Linked DNA regions of Macaca mulatta: region 1 is linked to region 2. The links are chromatin contacts, called in public Hi-C maps. All regions are on one chromosome and are shown on one strand. The core of a region is the stretch at or near the end of the contact, and the rest is flanking DNA. Distances in the headings are between cores, read along the strand shown.

The links. A called contact is a pair of places that touch in the nucleus more often than the background predicts.
Region 1: a contact with region 2 is called in a Hi-C map of cortical neurons, with 4 times the contacts expected there. The contact joins the promoter of TPMT here to the promoter of DEK in region 2. A contact is called at or near these places in 2 of 14 Hi-C or Micro-C datasets (cortical neurons and liver).

The regions. Positions count from the first base shown.
Region 1 is chr4:164,925,314-164,929,061 of T2T-MMU8v2.0, forward strand. TPMT (thiopurine S-methyltransferase) reads left to right here and starts at 2,083. Exons shown (of 9, transcript XM_015135621.3): 1 at 2,083-2,165. It overlaps KDM1B (lysine demethylase 1B), which reads right to left and starts at 1,900. Exons shown (of 20, transcript XM_078000919.1): 1 at 1,583-1,900; 2 at 1,227-1,270. The coding sequence starts at 1,828.
Region 2 is chr4:164,816,682-164,820,663 of T2T-MMU8v2.0, forward strand. DEK (DEK proto-oncogene) reads left to right here and starts at 1,415. Exons shown (of 11, transcript NM_001257528.1): 1 at 1,415-1,554; 2 at 1,936-2,089. The coding sequence starts at 1,945.

The DNA.
Region 1 (3,748 bases), core at 833-3,332, 110 kb after region 2:
GGCTGGACTGCAGTGGTGCCATCTCGGCTCACTACAACCTCCACCCCACCAGGTTCACGGGATTCTTCTGCCTCAGCCTCCCAAGTAGCTGGGATTACAGGTGTGTGCCACCACGTCCGGCTAATTTTTGTATTTTTAATAGAGACCAGGTTTTGCCACCTTTGCCAGGCTGGTCTTGAAGTACTCCTGACCTCAACTGATCGCCCACCTCGGCCTCCCAAAGTGCTGGGATTACAGGCGTGAGCCACGGCACCCGGCCTCAAAAAGATGTTTAAGAAACACACAGAATTCATACAAATATGAATCAAAAGGACCAATCTAAAATACAAATTCATAGTGGAGTCAGTACAACTTCTAAAAATAGGACAAACTACTAGAAACTTCTTCAGAGACAACAGAAACAGAAATTTTCCTTGGGACACTTAAAATGGGGGACTAGCACCTTATTACTCCCACACTAATCAAATCTTCAGAAATAGGGATCCAGTACAATTCAATATTGAATTATTCAATATTCAGCATGCAGTTCAATGATTCAATATTAAATCCCCAATTGCCTAGATATCTTTTGTTGACTCTCCCTGCAAGACAATTAATTATTGATGGTAATTTTCTCATGTACCTCCTGAAGAAGCCTTCCCTCCCACTCGCCTTTCTGCCACTAAAATAGATTTAAAAGCACAAAACAAAACTGGCCAAAGCCTTGAGTTATGTGTGTATACGTGGTGTGGGGGATTCCCCAACTGGAGTGGACTGGGGAGTCCTCCAGGCTCACCCAAGGGAAGACTGGGCCTCTATGTGGCTGGTTTCCACATCACTGAACCCTAACTTTCTACAGCTGGGTCGGCCTCTTCCTTCCTCTTTCACCTGTCAGCTGCCCGGCCGTTGACTAACAGCTACCCTAATCGGGCCACCCCTCCTCCAAATCTCCAATCCCAGAGGAGTTACCCCAGCAACCTGGCAATGCTCATCAAGTCTCAATGCGTGGTGGCTGTGCCAGAGGATTACTACAACACCTGCAAGGCTGTGTGGGCTCCGGGCCGCACCCTACCGGCCGGGAAGAACGAGCGAGGGAGTTCCTACTCCAGGACCGTGGGGTTCTCCCGCGGCTCTGACAGTCCCCAGGAGGGAGCCCCAAACTCCCGGTGCCAGCTGCAGCCGCCTCGCTTTCCAAGAAGCTTTCGGAAGCTTTTCGAAGTCGGAGAAGCAACTGCCCCGGGGCTCACCTTTTCGCTGAAGAGGTGCCGGGAGTCTCGGGGAAAAGGCACCGCTGTACAGAAAGGAAACATTGTAGGGGGGTTAGGAGACCGGCAACATCGCGACGAATCTGGCGACCCCACTACCCCAACACTCTAGCCCGGGAATTCCCCCTTCTTCAGACAGCTACCCACCCTGCACCCTCTTTTAATCCGGGGCATGAGGTATCCGTCCCTGGGGCACCCGCCCACCTCCCACTACGGCGAGGGGCGCTGCACAGGGGGAGAGGGAGGGCTTGCACCCCAACCAAGCTGCTTTATGCAACGCTGTCACCCGAAATTCGCCACGGTCCCCACGCACGCCCCCGGAGTGGGGAGTCTCCCACCTCTGAGCGCCAGCGAGGCGGTGCGCGCCGCCCTGGACTGCGGGCGCCTCTCCGGAGCCGCGCGCCGCGCGCACAGGACGGCAGGAGCCGCGCCGCGAGCCCCAGCCTCCTCTCGGCCGCCGCCGCCGCCGCCGCCGCTTCCGCCCCTGTCACGGCGTGACCCGGGGTGGGAGGAGCCGACGGGACCAGGGATGGGTAGGGTCCCCGCCTTCGCTTTAGCCGCGGCGCTCGCTCCGCCCTGCCCATTTCCGCCGCTGCGCAAACCCAGGCGCCTGGGGAAGGGGGTGGAGTCTGTGCAACGAGGTACGGGGCGGGAGTGGAGACGGGGCGCCGAGGGAGGGGGCGGGAACTGAGGCGGGGCGGAAAAGAGGCGGGGCGCGGGAAAGAGGCGGGGCGCGGGAAAGAGGCGGGGCGCGGGCGGAGGCGGGGCGCGGGCGGAGGCGGGGCGCGGGCGGAGGCGGGGCGCGGGCGGAGGCGGGGCGCGGGCGGAGGCGGGGCGCAGAGAGGTGGCGGAGGCTGGCGCGGACCTGGACTGGCTCCTGAGGACGTCGGCAGTGGCGGAGGCAAAGGCTGGCAACGCGCTGTAAGCGTGGTAGGCTCCCTAGGGGGCGGAGGGGGCGGGTGAGAAACGGAACGATTTGCTAGGAGTGTATGCGCTTGTGCTAGGGCTCCCAGGAATTCTTACAAGCGTAGACAACCCAGCAATCAGGCCTGTGAAGTGGGGTTCAGGGCTGAAGTGGAAATTGGGAAGAACGAGATTGGACAATAAATGACCTGAATCCAAGGTCCAATATTTAAAGTGTGTCCAAAGCATTGGTGTGTTTTAATTTTTTTTTCTTTTTTCTTTTACAGACAGGGTCTCCCTCTGTCGCCCAGGCTAGTGTGCAGTGGCACAATCATAGCTCACTGTAACCTGAAACTCCTGGGCTCAATTGATCTTCCCGCCCCAGCCTCCTCAGTAGCTGGGACTACAGGCTCGCTGCACCACGCTTGGCTAATTTTTCAAAATTTTTTTTTTATGGAAACGGACTCTTGGTTTTTGCCCCAGCCTGGTGTATTAATGATTTTTAGAAAAAGAGAAATACTGCCAAATAGTGAGTGATTCCCTGGAGATGTGGGAAACTGGGGTGCTGTAAACATTCTGTCTTGTTCTGTGGTGGGTTACACAGGTGTATGCATATGTAAAAAATTCACCGAGTCATACTCTTTTAAGATTTGTGCACCTTAGGGAAGTTTCTCTTCAATTTTATGAAATTTAAAAACAAAATTATAGCAGATGCTTTTGAAAAGGTGAGAATGGAGACTAGAACAACTTGAGGACTTGTATGACCAAAGGAGCACATCTACACTTTCTGTTTGTGGGCACGAATTATTGTGAAATTTCCCTTCCTTAATTCTTGTAATGTGCACTTTTTTTTTATTATAGCAATAAACTTTATTTCTCTAGAAATGGTGTGTACAAGTGGAGTCCATGCTGAGAAATTGTTAGAACAGCTAAGACGTTGAGCCCAGGAGTTTGAGACCAGCCTGGGTAACCTAGCAAGACCCTGTCTCTACAAAATATTTAAAAATTAGCCAGGCATGGTGGTACACCCTTGTAGTCCCAGGTACTCAGGAGGTTGAAGTGGGAGGATTCCTTGAGCCCCAGTGTTGGAGATGGAAGTGTCATTATACGACTGCACTCCAGCCTGGGGGATAGAGGGAAACCCTGTCTCAAAAACAAACAGCTAAGACGTGATTAAATTATGTGCATGATTTTGTTAGACAGTTCAAGTTTGTGTGAAAGCAATAGAGTTGTGCTACTCCAGCTGCTGTGGCACTATGATAAAGATTATGCTTCTCTTTTAAGTAGAGAACTGCTTTATGAAGCCTTGAATTTAGGTTCCAGAGTTTCTGAATGAAAATGAAGATGAGAAAACTGTAACATTATTTTGCTTTTCTATACTCAATATAAATCAGAAATTTTCCACTGACTTCTCAGAAAACTCTGAGAGTCACCTCCTGATACCACCAGGGTCTTGCAGAAGCCATTTGTCAACAAGTCTTTGATAAGAAGTGAATTCGTGTTCCCAAGTAATGAGAGAAATGCCTCCTCCCTATATCCTAACCATACTGAGGCCAAATTTGGCAACAAAAGGGGAAATTTTCCTGAAATACATGCTTTTA
Region 2 (3,982 bases), core at 165-2,664:
CTCAACTTGTCAGGACGACCTGCCTACAGAAAGCAGCTGTCCACTTCGGGTCTCCTCTCCACTGAGGGCAGGACACTAGTCGGGACAACCCCCCTGCAGAAAGGCGCAACCCACTTCAGGTCTCCTGAGAACTGTTCTGTCACTCGGTGAAGCTCCTGTCCATCTTGCTCACCCTCCAGTTGTTTGCGTGCCTCATTCTTCCTGGACACAGGACCAGAACTCAGGGACTGCCAAATGGTAGGACTGAAAGAGTTGTAACACAAATAGGGCTGAAACACAACCCCCCACTCCCAACCACATTTCAGGCAACAAGGAGAGACGAGCTGTAGAGTTTGGATAGGATTTGAGTGGAATCAATAGTGGGAAAAATGGTATACAATTTGAGGGTAGAAATGACACTATTTGTGTATGTTTTGGAAGGGGAACAAAGGGAAAAGGGAAGATTCAAAGGAAATGTCAAATTTTTGTCCTGCAACCGGGAGTCCTAGCAAATTTCACTGATCACATTTCCATTAAGTCCACTGAGTACAAGGATCCTTTGGGTGAGCTAGTGGTTGAAGATTTGGGAGAAAATGAAATCACATACAAAAGAAGGCAGCACTGAGCAGGGAAGATACTTCTTTGAGTGTCTGCAGTGTTGAATGTGTAAAAACATTTGCATAGATGGCCTAGAACTCAGGTAGAAGGGTCTGGACCGGCCAAATTACCTCTACTATAGAACAGTGTGTGAGAGAGGAGAGGGGAAGGAATGGGGTGGGAGGGAGCCATTCCCCTTATATTTACAGGGGTGTAAATCTATGTGGTTGGCTATGTGAACCTTTAACGTGGCAGGTAGGATCTTTTTCCTTACGGTAGACCTTACAAGCGATGGGGTCCTCAGAAATACAGCAGATTTGGAAATTATCTATCACCCAGCACGATTTCTGGGGCATTGATGAGACGGCTGATTAATACCCCTCCGCCTCGGAGAAACACTGTAGATAGCGACTTCAGGGATCTCTCAACTTCTTTACCGATGCCCGCCGCGCCCCTCCGCGCCCGGGACTGCTCATCATCTTTTCCGGGAAGCGAGGGTGAAGACAATAAACACGCAGGCCCCCTAGCGTCCTTCCGTTCCGCGCTGCCAGGCCGCCTCGCCTCCCGCTCCCGCCCGCCCCGCGGGACACAGCCCGCAAGCACTCCGGGGCCCGAGCGCCGACCGCACGCCAGGCGCAGCCGGGAAGAGCCCCGAGAGCGCATCCCTCCGCCCGCGGCCGAGGCGACCCCTCGCGGTCCCGCCCGCCCGGGCTTCCCGTGGAGGCGCCCGGCCACCCCGCCTCCCCCGCCCCGCGCCCGCCAACTCCCAGCTCGCGGCCCTGATTGGTCGCCGCATTCCCGCTCTCCTTCCCGAACCGCCATTTTGAAAATCTTGTTGATTCTGGGGAGCCGAGCGCGCGGCAGCGAGCGTCACGCCAGACAGCGGCCCGCGCGCCTTCTCCTCGGCGTCGGCCGCCGCCGCCTCCCAGAACCTCCTCGTGCCCTCGCGTGCCAGGCCCGTGGCGGCCGGGATCCGCGGTGAGGGCTGCGTCGGGACACCAGAGGCCCGGTCGCCCCTGCCGCGGCCGACGGGGGAGGGACGCGGCCATTTGGACGGCGGCCTGGGGCGGGGGAGGGGACGTGGAGGGCCGGCAGCTCGGGCCGGGCCGGGCCGGGAACAGCGCAGGCCGGGCGGGCGCGCGCGCGCGGGGGCGGCGGGCGCGGTTTCCCGCCTCGGGAATCCCTGGACGGCGGCGGGCGTAGCGGGAGGGAAGCCGCCCCTGGGGACTGAGCGCTACGGGAGGAGGCAACTTTAAGGGCAGGTGTCCCGCGGGAAGGGTCGCATCCTTCAGGGTGGCCGCCGGGTCCTACCCGCAGGAGTAGGGGGACAGAGACGTCCGGCTTTCTCCCCGTACGAAGGTTCACAGCATGTCCGCCTCGGCCCCTGCTGCGGAGGGAGAGGGAACCCCCGCCCAGCCCGCATCCGAGAAAGAACCCGAAATGCCTGGTCCCAGAGAGGAGAGCGAGGAGGAAGAAGACGAGGACGACGACGAGGAGGAAGAGGAGGAAAAAGGTGGGGGGAGTCGCGTCCCAAGTGATGGATTTTTCAGACCGAAGTTTTTTTGTTTTTTTCCCCCAGGAAACAAGTTTTCTTGCTCTTTTCGTGCTTAGAGGCGTAAAGTCGGAGTAATTTTCAGCGAGAACGTGTGCACAATTTATCTGCTTTTGTGCTGAGCGATGGCGTAGAATTGACTTTGTGAATTCCGGTTTTTAAAGTATTTGTTACCGTAGTAGTGATGTATTGGAGTGCAGCCGACTTCTCGCCCGCTCTGAATGCTCGTTAACATTTCATCGTTTGACGGGAAGTTTGTCGGTCTTGGATTTGATTTTTTTTTTTAACTCCGTGTGTGCACCTTTGAAGTTGCTAAGTGGATGTTCTAATTTTGTCCGTTTCATGACACATCTTTTGCCTTTTGAAGTTATTGTAAGGTCTTAGTGCAGTCTGTTAAGACTGAAGTTATTAAGGCGAGACCTGTAAGTATTTGAATGCTTAAAAATATTTTTACATTTGCCAAAAAGTTTCCCTCCCTGGCAAACAGCGGTGAAAGCTGTTGCTACTTGAGAAAGTAGTTAAAAATGAAAAAAGTGAACTCTGAAAGAAAGTTAAATGTGAGCCCAGCACTGTCTCGGTTTCGAACCTGAGTCTGTTTTAAGGGAGGGCGTTATGAACCCTGATTTGACTGGAGATGTGAAACGGAAACTTAACAGAATGGAGGAGTGTGCCGCGTCAGTTTATCCAGGATGCATGCAGTGTCTGTTTCAGGTGTACCCGCTTCTTGACTGTTTCCAAACATTTAAAAATCCAAGTCGCGTCTCAGCATTCTTTGATATTAGCCTAGTCTGAATTTATTTCGTATAAGTCGCGTCTCTCAGCATTCTTTGATATTAGCCTAGTCTGGGTTTACTTCGTATATGTTTACGACTCAGGCACACTTGGGAAGAGGTTGAAGCTCTCTTCCTAAACCCGGATTTTTTTTTTTAAGCCTCAACCAGCCTGTGGTCACAATCTGGGTTAAGATTACAAGATGTGCCTTTTGTTTGTTTAAAGTGGTATGTGCCCTAAGAAGGGCATTTTTAAGTAAAGCATGGCTTTTTGAGTATAAGTTTTTATATAAACTATTGCTTAATAATATGTTATTTTAAAATTATTTTTAATACAACAGCAAAACTGGGTGCACTATCTCACTACTAGCCAAAGAGGCTCTGCACTTTTTCTCCAATTTTTTGTTTGTATTTTAGTCTTTTTGTGGGGGCAGGGTTGAGATGCCAAAGAAATGGTGAATTTTTTTCATGTCAGGAAAGAATTAGAGAAGTCATGTAAATATACTGTAAATGGCCAACGCAGTAATGCTTGGGGAACAGTTGGTAGTTGAAATAATCCCATGTTTTGTTCTAGACACATTATTTTTTAAAACATGATTTTGTAGAAAGTTTATCCCCTAACAGTTTTATTGTAGCTCTGATTTATTATTCTTTTTACTAATTTGAGGTGTTTGTGGGACATGTAGGATTGTGAAAGTTTTTATTCTACTTAACCCTGAATATTTTAACTTTAGAATTGAGGCATCATGGAAGCCAGACAGTGAAATACTTTCTGTATTAGGGTTTTTTTCTTTTTTTTTGCGTTGCTATAAAGAAATACTTGAGGCTGGGTAATTTATGGAAAATAGGTTTAATTGGTTCGTGGTTCTGCAGACGGTACAAGAAGCATGGCGCCAGCATCTGCTTCTGGTGAAAGCCTCAGGAAACTTCCAGTCATGGCAGAAGACAAAGGGGGAGCCGGCATCTCATTTGGAAGTTGGAGCAAGTGGTAGGGGGAGGTGCCACGCTCTTTTAAACAAATCTTGAGAGAACTCACTTATCACTAAGAGTTACCATGCTAAGCCATTCATGAGGGATCTGCCCC